Regions from separate parts of the Mus musculus genome. Here region 1 is linked to region 2. The links are chromatin contacts, called in public promoter capture Hi-C maps. All regions are on one chromosome and are shown on one strand. Each heading gives the region's core, a stretch centred on a gene start, on an enhancer-like site or on the middle of the called end of the contact. The rest is flanking DNA. Distances are from core to core; before and after follow the strand shown.

Region 1 (4,891 bases), core at 1,229-3,728, 2.1 Mb before region 2:
TGTATGTATGTAAAGCTATTAGGATGCCTCGCTTTAATCCCTGATGGCAATCCCATTTCATCATTCCTATCTGCCTTGAAACTCTCTTAAAGACCCATCTCACTACAATGTTTACAATTACAGAAAACTTGCTCAGCTTGTTCTCTCAATAAATAACACAAGGCTGGAGAGATGGCTCAGCAGCTAAGAGCACTTTTTGCTCTCGTAGAGGACATGCATTTGGTTCCCAGCATGTATGGTAGTAGCCCACAACCATCCATAATTCTAATTCCATGCCCTCTTCTGACCTCTAGGGCACCACACATGCATGTAGTATACAATACATACAGATACTCAAAACATTCATGCATGATTGTGTTGACCTACAAAGAAAAAAAATTGACAGCATCTACTACATCAAAGATACACCGACATCTCTTTATGAGGGTTCATGGCACGTAGTTCAAATCTTTATCTATGATGGTTCATGCTTGTAATCCCAGCATCACAGACTAAGAAAGGATTGCTGTGTAAGTTTTAGGTCATTGACCTAGGCTACACATTGGCTAGAGTTGAGGCCCTGTCTTAGAAACAAAAACAATGCATATACAATATGTTATATAGAGAATATGTACATTATACACAGTGCAGGTATTCAGTGCTCAGTAGTATGATGCTTGCCTAACATATACAATAACCTAGATTAGATCTCTAGAATCACATGTGATTAATTTAATCAGAGACTAATTTAATCTAGAGATTAAATCACACACATATATATTGATAAGGATTTCGCTTATCAATATACACAATATAAACAACTCCTTAAAACCATTATTTATCAGTCATAACTGCTTGAGTGTTTCCTGGTAAGACCACCAGCAAAGCAATAAAAAAGAGCAATTTCCCTGCTTTTGTAATCAGTAGTGGAAAAGCAGCAATATAAAACTAGACAGCATTAGAGTTAAAAATAGACACATACATACCTGAATAAATGAAAGAGCTCTCTACAGGAATAGACTAGCGCTGTTTCTGTAACCCATTGGAAGCCAAATAGTTCTACTGTATCCTCTTCAAAATTAGTTGGTAATGGATCAAGATTTAAAATTAACCTGTAATGAAAACAATGACTTAAATCATTTGAATCCAGACTATACATGCCATGATGACGCGCACAAACACATATGTATATGTGTATGTGTGTGTGTGTTGGGGGGGGGGGGGAGGGGTTACTTGACACCTTATGTTGTGTCCAAAAGGAAAATCTAAATGGAGTCCAAGCAATATACAAAGTGGTCTGAGGTCACAGTAATTTATCTTTGAACAAGAAAATGGGTTTTCAGAACACCAAATATTCCGAATTAGGAAGAATGACATCATATAGATACCTAATGTGGTTTAAGGTTATTAACAAATTATTAACAAGGTATAATCATACAATCAACAAAAAATGGTTTTCTTTAATGAAGTTTCCTCAAAGGGCATTACCTAAATAATTCAAGAACAGCAATTTTATTGTAATATTCATTCGACTAATGTGTCTATGAATTCTGTATGCCGATGCTTTGGATGGAAAGAACCCGTGCAACAAAAACTATCAGGTTCTACTTATAAACTACTGAAAACTTATAGATAACTATTACCCCTTAAAAGGAAATACAAGTTCCAAGAGACTAGGCTGCTCTGAAACCAGTCTAAGTAAATTAAATATCCAGCTACCCACTCCTAAGAGATTATCAATTATCCAGAAAGTTCTTCTATATACTAAGCGTATGTAAAACGAGGCTTGCTGAGCACCTACGTTAGACATTGGTGATAATCAACATTGCTGGGGGTGGGGACCTTCAATTCGGTTTTTTGTTGTTTGTTTGTTTTTTAACCTACCGCTTAAGGGCGCCACTGGCAAGGTAGGACTCTCCAGAGAATTTTCCTTCTCTGTTGTCAAAAGCGCAAGAAAAGCAGGGGGGTTTGCACCACTCTGTCCCCAGCTCCAGCTCTAAGCTGTCAGTCAAGAAGGTCGACGCTGCTGAACAGCCATCCATTATTTACATCCTGCTCTGCAATGCCACCGCGGTTCCGGGCAGTTACGTTCGGGCTCCGAAGACAAGCTGCAAGAGGCTGAAAGTACGGTAAGGAGCTACCTCGGAGATCCAAAATGTGCCCTCAGCACCCGGGGAAACCAACGTGAAAGCAGAGAAGCTGAAGGCAACAGGTCCAGAATCCTCCGGGCGTCCCGCAGGCGCCGGAGCCGCCAAGCCTTCCAACGCCGCCCTCGCTCCCTCCGGGCTGCCGTGGGTTTTGAGGCCCTCGCGCACCTCCTCAGGCTGGTTTCCCCGCACGGCCCGGATGGAGCACGCAGCCCCGCCGCCTCCCTCCGTCTCCCTCAGTCCCAGCGCGGCGTTCGGGGCGGGCGAGCGCGCGGGAAAACCGCAGGCCCCCGCAAACCTAGAACGCGGAACGCAGCGCCGGGCAGAGGAAACCGGAAGCAGGCGAAATTCCCGCCACGGCGTGCCCCGCCTCCGGCGCCGCCCTCTCGCGAGTCCTCACTGGCGCGGACCGAGATCTCGCGAGAGCCCGTCGGCCCGGACAAGTCCAGGGATTCGCTCTTCACGGTTCTCCGTACCGTTGAGAGTTTGCGAGGTGGCCAGCTCTCCGCTGAAGCCTGGAAGTAGGGTCTGCGAACGGCGGGGATCAGCTTCAGGCCGGGCTCTGGAGAGCCCCGCGCCTGCCTCGGCCTCCCGCAGCCCGGCCACCCTCTTCCTGCCCTGGGGCCCACCCCGGCTTTCCTGTGTTGGATGCCTTCTGCTCTGCAGCAGTGACCCAGAACACAAGGGACACATTGACTAAGTTAGATGGCTTTTTTTCCTCAGACATAACAACTTTTGCTCCCTTTGCAATACATTGTAACTCTGGACAAGAGTTACAATTTTGTAAAAATATTTTCCGATCCATTTTCCTTATTAAAGTGTTCTTTAAAGTTGACTCGAATATTACTGTCTTGAGATGGGGGTGGGGGGCATGGGGATTCAAATGCCTGCTGCATTTAAATATATTGCTTTACTTGCGGGCATCCACTTCATAGGGAACCTACCCTAACTCTTAGATGTTAAAATCAACGTATTTTCAAATGACATGTGGGATGAAGCGGAAGAAAAAAAAAATTCCCACTGCAGTGTAGGGCTACTATAGTACATGTATTTGTGCAGCCCAGTTGAGGTACTCTGAGACCTGATGCTTTTTTTTGTTGACTGCTGATGATAGCTGGTGATGAGTATTGTATCATGAAGGTCTCTTCCACAGTGATGTCAAGAGTATGTTTTCTGAATATGAGAATACCTAGTGTTGGCACTGCAATTAGGACAACATACCATACGGCCATTTTTCTTCCTCCCATCAACATTCCAGTACACTCTTGTCTGTTGTGTTTGTTTAAATACCTGATGTTGATTATGTGAGCTCAACTTATGTGAATCATGGAGTGGGAAGAACTAAAGAAATGACAGAGGCCAATTAAGGTGATACTTAATGAAATGGTCACTTACAAAGGTGTGTCCATGGTTACTGGATCCCAAAATGGGATGACTAGGCACCCACAGCTAATAGAGACAATTATCATTCTTGAGCAGAAAAGTAAGGATCAACACGGATTACTAGAGAGGAGTGAGACCTGTGCCTGTAGGATGCAGTCACCTAACTTATCGTCACACAACAGTGGTTGCCTTCACAGACAAACACAACTGTCCCACCACAGACAAGTGGGGGAAACACTGAAAGGAGTAAACCACATCCCATGTTTCACTCCTGTCGGCCAAAACAAACCAAAGCGCAAAGCAAGGGTGTAGCCTATCAAGTGTATGTAGTCCAGGTTAGAAATGAAAAGAACTAAAGAGAAGTTAGAGACTCTTCTTTGAATCAGACAAAATTGTAATTATTTTTATCTTAATTTTGACAAGATATAGAAATGTTAAGAACTTAAGTATAAGCTTCCATAGATAGAAATAGCTATTATATATTTATTAATATAACATAATACTGTTACAACAGAAATATTCAAATAATATTGTTTTGTAAAGATGAAATGCTGGTATTTTGTCCAGCTGCCCCCAATTTCCTAGTCTTCTTGTCTTAACCTCTCAAGTAGCTTAGACTACAAGCATTCATCACCACATCCACCTAACAATCTTAATTAGAAAATTGAAATGTCTCTGCAATTGATAATAATTGACAATAGAAAATTAATACGGCTATAAAAGATTTGGATAGTACTAGCTCCCAGTTGAATCTAATTGATGCATATGACTACGCTAACAGTAAAATTATACAATTAAAAAGAAAACATGGAACATGAAACCAGATTATATTCAGAATCATGAAACAAATTTTATCTATTTAAAAAGGATTGAAGGCTACCAGTGAAGTATAGTGGTAGAACATTTGTATAGTGTGTATAAGTCTCTGCATTTCATTCACAAAAGCTAAAAAAAGGTTGAAAACATACGAAGTATATTGTGTAACTACAGTGAAATTAGGAGCTGCTTTCATTAGAAGGGGAAGAATTCAATGATGCAAACATCCATTTTGAAATATTGGAAGTTCAGTGAATTCAAACCAAAGATATAACAACAAAGAAAAAAAGGATAGAACCAGCAAAAAATGAAATAAATGAAACAAAAAGATTCTTCAAAAGCATCAAGATGCAGTTAACAAACCATCTAACTAGACTGACCAAGTAATCAAAACAAAATGGCAGTAGAGATGGGAGAAGAAGAAGAAAAAGGAGAAGGAGGAGGAGGAGGAGGAGAAAGAGACATAAATTGCCAGTAAAAAAGAGACTGGGGTGATGGCTTAGTAAAGTGCTTGCTGAATGAAGACCTCATTTATGCCTTCATCTCACACACACACAAAGCTAGGT
Region 2 (4,563 bases), core at 586-3,085:
AGAACACCAAGAAAAAAATCTCTCTGAATTCACATGAACAAAACTCATATGAACTAACACAGACTGGGGCAGCATGCACCAGGCTTGCACGAGTTGGCACTGGGTCCTCAGCATATATATTATGACTTCCAGTTTAGTGTTTTTATAGGATTCCTGAGTGTGCAAACAAGTAGATCTCTGATTCCTGTACCTTCTTCTAGGCTCTTTGCCTTCTGTTGATTTTTCTTCTCAAACTTTGATAAGATAGTTCCATCTTATTGTACTATATTTTATTTTGTTATACTTTTATAATTATCTCCTAGAAGCCTATTCTTTTGATGATTGGAAACAAAAGGAGTGGATCCAGATAACAGGGAGGTGGGGAAGAACTGGGAGGCACAGAGGGAGAGGAAACTGAAATCAGAGTGTATTGTATGAGAAAAGAATCTATTTTAATAAAAGGGGAAGAAAGTATATTTTAACTCTCAATATATAATATTTTAAAAATTGCTTCCCAAAGAGCTTATAGCATGCAGAATAAAAGAATGACCACTGAAAGGATCACAACTGTTTACTGTAATCTCTAATGTCAAAGTGAGCCATATCTCCTGATGATGGAATTTATAATTCACTGGTTAATACTTAAATTTTTGGCATAGTATCTAATAATACTGTTTCCATTATATAACAGACTATTTAGTTCCTTGACCCTAAGTAAAAATAACTAGAGTAAGGCGTATAGAAACTGCAATAGACACAATTTTATAAAACTCAAGAAGAAATCTAAAAGAGGAAGCCACTGATATGCATTCTGATAGTCTTTACATATGCCAAAAAGGAACTAAGAAGAACATACAGCCCCAACCCTGAGAGAAAAGAGAAGGAATCTATGGTCCATTCCTACCATCAAGAATCAAAGCATAAGTTCAGTGAGAATTCTTTTAAATTTTTTTTCTTTTCAGGGAATTTGATGTGATATTTCAAATTTGTATGCAATATACAGTGATGAAACATAGGCTTCCTAATCTACCCCTTACCCCCATAATAGTAATCTCAATCTCTAACAGTCGCTAGTCTCCTTTTAGGTTGTTCTTATTTTGTGACTTCCTATGCTGTTGGCTAACAAAGTCACAAGAACTACGAAAGCATGGCTTTTAAATCTTTGACTGTTTAAGACTTAGGAAGCTCATTTCCTACATACAATTCCTGAACTACTCCAACATGAGAAAGAACATGGGATGCTGGTCTCTCTATGTCAGGCTTATTCCACTTAACTGAAGAACGCGTAATGCCCACCCATTTTGCTGCAAATGACAAAAATTGTATACTTCTTTACTGTTGGCTAATATCCATTGAGCAGACATGCTGCATTTACTTTATCAATTCCTCTGCTGATGGGCACTGAGGCTGAATCTATATTGAGCTATTGTGGACAGTGCTGCGGAGGACACGGGAGTACAGCCGCTTTGGGGAGGTGATTTCCTTCCCTTTGGATACACTCAGAAGTAGATTCCCCCACGGGAATTCTAGTAACCTCATCCCCAAGGACGCCATAAACCACAAAACAAGCCACATTAACAGGGGGACTCGTACAGCTTCTATAACCATAAATACCACCCCCTTATCTGATATCTTTTGAAGATTCTCTTCTGAAGACTAAAAACAAAACCCATCAAATAAAAGGGCTTGCCTTTGTTCTTAAGAGACAACAGTCCAGCCCATCACTAACTAGAAAGTAACACGCTGCCATTCTGTGTGAAAGGCCTGGTCTTTCAATTCTGACTTCTTGATAAAATCACCATCCCAGGTCTACAAGGTTAAGGGAACCAGGATTCGGCAATTCATGAAACCACTGCTTAAGCAACTTCCTTTGGCAGGAAATTCTTCCATGGCAGCCACTGCTGCTCGGCTTTCCTAATGTCACTGATTTATCAAAGTGTTTTGAGCGCTGGAAAAACAAAGAAGCAAATCAGTAAACATTACTCCCCAAATAACATTATCCTGGTTGCGTTAGTACGACATCAATTTGTCATTTTCTGCCTTCCTCCTCACCTTCTTTCTCTCTCTTCTAAAGTGTGACCCTGAGCCAGCCTATTCTCCAATCCTCAGCCACAGATCACTTTGTTCTACCTCTTTCCTTTTCCTTTAAGAAGCACTAAGCAAAAAGCCAAAAAGACACCAAAATCAGTAGAACTGCCTGTGATTTCCTATACTGTTGGCTAACAAAGTCACAAAAACTATGAAAGCATGGCTTTTATATCTTTGAATGTTTAAGACAATAGGAAGCTCATTTCCTACATAAAATTCCTGAACTCTCCAACACTCTCGAACTCGTTTCAACTCCTAAATGCCACAAAAGTATTCAGTTAAATATACGGCAACAGTCCAGAGCTCTCCCAACTACAAGGAAAGAAACTGTACCTTCTTACATATACACAAAGATACACACATTACTGTAAAATTGTTCTTCATTCAAGACTCATGTTAATTGGATATAAGTGGTAGTAATTTGGTGATAAATGGTATTGCTCCTTCATTTGTCTTCTAATGCCTGTGTATTAAGCAAAGTGAATGCTCTGTCAATTACCATATAATATAGTTGGCAGTAGCTGACTCCTTTCTCCCACTCGCAGACCCTGGTGTCTTGTATTTATCCTCCAGACAGTTCTGGTTTGCTCCCTGGAACATTCATCTGCCAGCCTGTTAAGAAAACTATCCTGGGCTCCTGAGCAGCATGTAGCCAGGTTTGTCGGTCCTCGTTCTATTCCTACAGCCCATGCTAGGACTGACAGGTAGTCAGGCTGGAATAGGAGATGAAACCACACAGAATTGTACCCTTCTCTTCTGAATGTCCCCTCTCCTTGTTGGTATCTTCCACAGTAAATGACTACACATGAGTCTCACTGTAGCTTCTAGAAAGCCAGTGCCAAGTCAGCTCTGAGATCTCTAATTCCAGAAACCCCTAGTTTACGTCTTCAATCCATCTTATTTTGCTGCCCCTAATGGAGCTTGGGCTTCTCTCACTTCTTCAACTCTGATCTAAGCTTGGAAGGTGTCATCCTTCTCCACTTTTCCTAGCCCTCCAGCTGAGCCACCCTCAACCTGAGTGAATTCACTTCCTTGAGGAAACCACTCTATTGACGTTCCGAGAGCCACAGGCACATTGGCTTCCCCTAGCCAGGACATGTCCCTTAAATGTCACAGTCCACTTCCAGGGTGGTTTGTAGCTCAGAACAAAAGCCATCTTTGTGTGGTTCTTTGTTTTGTTCCCAGCAGAGAAAGGATGCCCAATGAATGTTTCCCACTGTCTAAAGAAACTCACCAAAACATTAACAGTTACTGAATCTGTAAGAACCTTTTAATCTTCCTTTTAGATGATGAAGCATCTCTTAAGCTCACAATCAGTAACACTTAAAAATGCCTTCTTGGAGCTAAGTAATCCCAGCACTGAGAGGAAGGAGGAGGGGGACTGCTGTGAGTTCCAGGACAGCGTGGGGCTGAAACTGTCTCCAAAAACCAAAACAAAACAGAGGTTTTGTTTTGCAGGAACACACACTCATCTGATGCCTTTTCTCCTAAACTTTAATGGTGTTTTCTGAGAAATAAAGCTAAAATCAATAAAGCAAATCAGAGGCATCTACAAATTAAGTTTTAATATTACACAATGAAATCAGCTATGCAGCAGTACCTGGGATGAGAGAAAAGGCCTCGTCTGTGTCATAAATCTCAGATCTGTTCACAGTGTTTAAAATGTGGGTAACTTTATAAGGATGATAAAGAATGACAGAATATTATAAATAATTCCCACATGAGAAAAGATTCTGTCCAAATTCCTGCAGTTAGTTTTTTCCTTTCAGGAAAGAAGTCTGTATATAAGATGATGGTTTTGTGTTTTTAATAATTTATTAACAACACTATACACAATAAATTATCAAAGCAATTTCCAGCAATAGTTGAGCTGACCTCTGTATTTGTTTCTTGGCAGGGTTGAAACATGTTCCTTGGCACTCAGGACAGAGAGGCCAGCCAGCAGTGTGTGTGTGTTGGGGGTGGGGGGGCTGCCCTGTGCTTCACCTCTCCTACACTACCTGCTGGGGCCCCACAATTCACTGGTACCTGTGAAGGGTGCCTGTGAAGCACTGTCAGCTAGAACGAGCTCACAGGGCAAAGGTTTTTATTATGTACATTGTTGATGCATCCTCAACAGGCACAAAACCACACAGCACATGATAGACACTAAAATGTTCAATGACGGCGTCTCCTAATATTAACATGAAGATCTAAAATGGAGAGATCAACAAGTAACAAAAGAATACACAAATGATCAGATAATCAAAGGAAAGGATACATAAATGGTGCCTTGATATAGGAAAAGCTATTCAACCTCAGAGACAAAGAATCTTAATAAAAATAACAAAAACATTTTCACCAAATTAATTACAAAACTATGAAAGGTATTAACACTGTGAGCATTTCAGCAAAGCTTGCCCACATTTACATTTCTTGTGGTAATATAAACAGGCATAGACCCTTTAGAGGGAAATCTGGCTCCATACAAATACATGTCTCTTTGGCCAAGCAATT

The links. Promoter capture Hi-C pulls out the DNA fragments that hold promoters and counts their contacts.
Region 1: a contact with region 2 is called in a promoter capture Hi-C map of liver, with 8 times the contacts expected there. The contact joins the promoter of Mms22l here to the enhancer-like site in region 2. A contact is called at or near these places in 3 of 39 promoter capture datasets (hippocampal neurons, liver and pre-B cells), 1 of 484 Hi-C or Micro-C datasets (CD4 T cells), 4 of 115 datasets of contacts at active chromatin or transcription factors (embryonic forebrain, embryonic stem cells, large pre-B cells and 1 more) and 2 of 9 other capture datasets (adipose tissue and liver).

Annotation. Positions count from the first base shown.
Region 1 is chr4:24,494,038-24,498,928 of GRCm38.p6, reverse strand. It overlaps Mms22l (MMS22-like, DNA repair protein), which reads right to left and starts at 2,478. Exons shown (of 24, transcript NM_199467.3): 1 at 1,864-2,478; 2 at 966-1,091. The coding sequence starts at 2,021.
Region 2 is chr4:22,378,148-22,382,710 of GRCm38.p6, reverse strand. The region is part of intron 3 of Fbxl4 (F-box and leucine-rich repeat protein 4); the gene reads right to left. Among named protein-coding and RNA genes, the nearest start is that of Gm24607, 16 kb to the left of the region's middle. Within about 2 kb of position 1,835, at least 25 of the 459 cell types and tissues checked have an H3K27ac peak or open chromatin away from gene starts, as enhancers often do. A contact at or near this core is called in adipose tissue and liver, where this site is marked.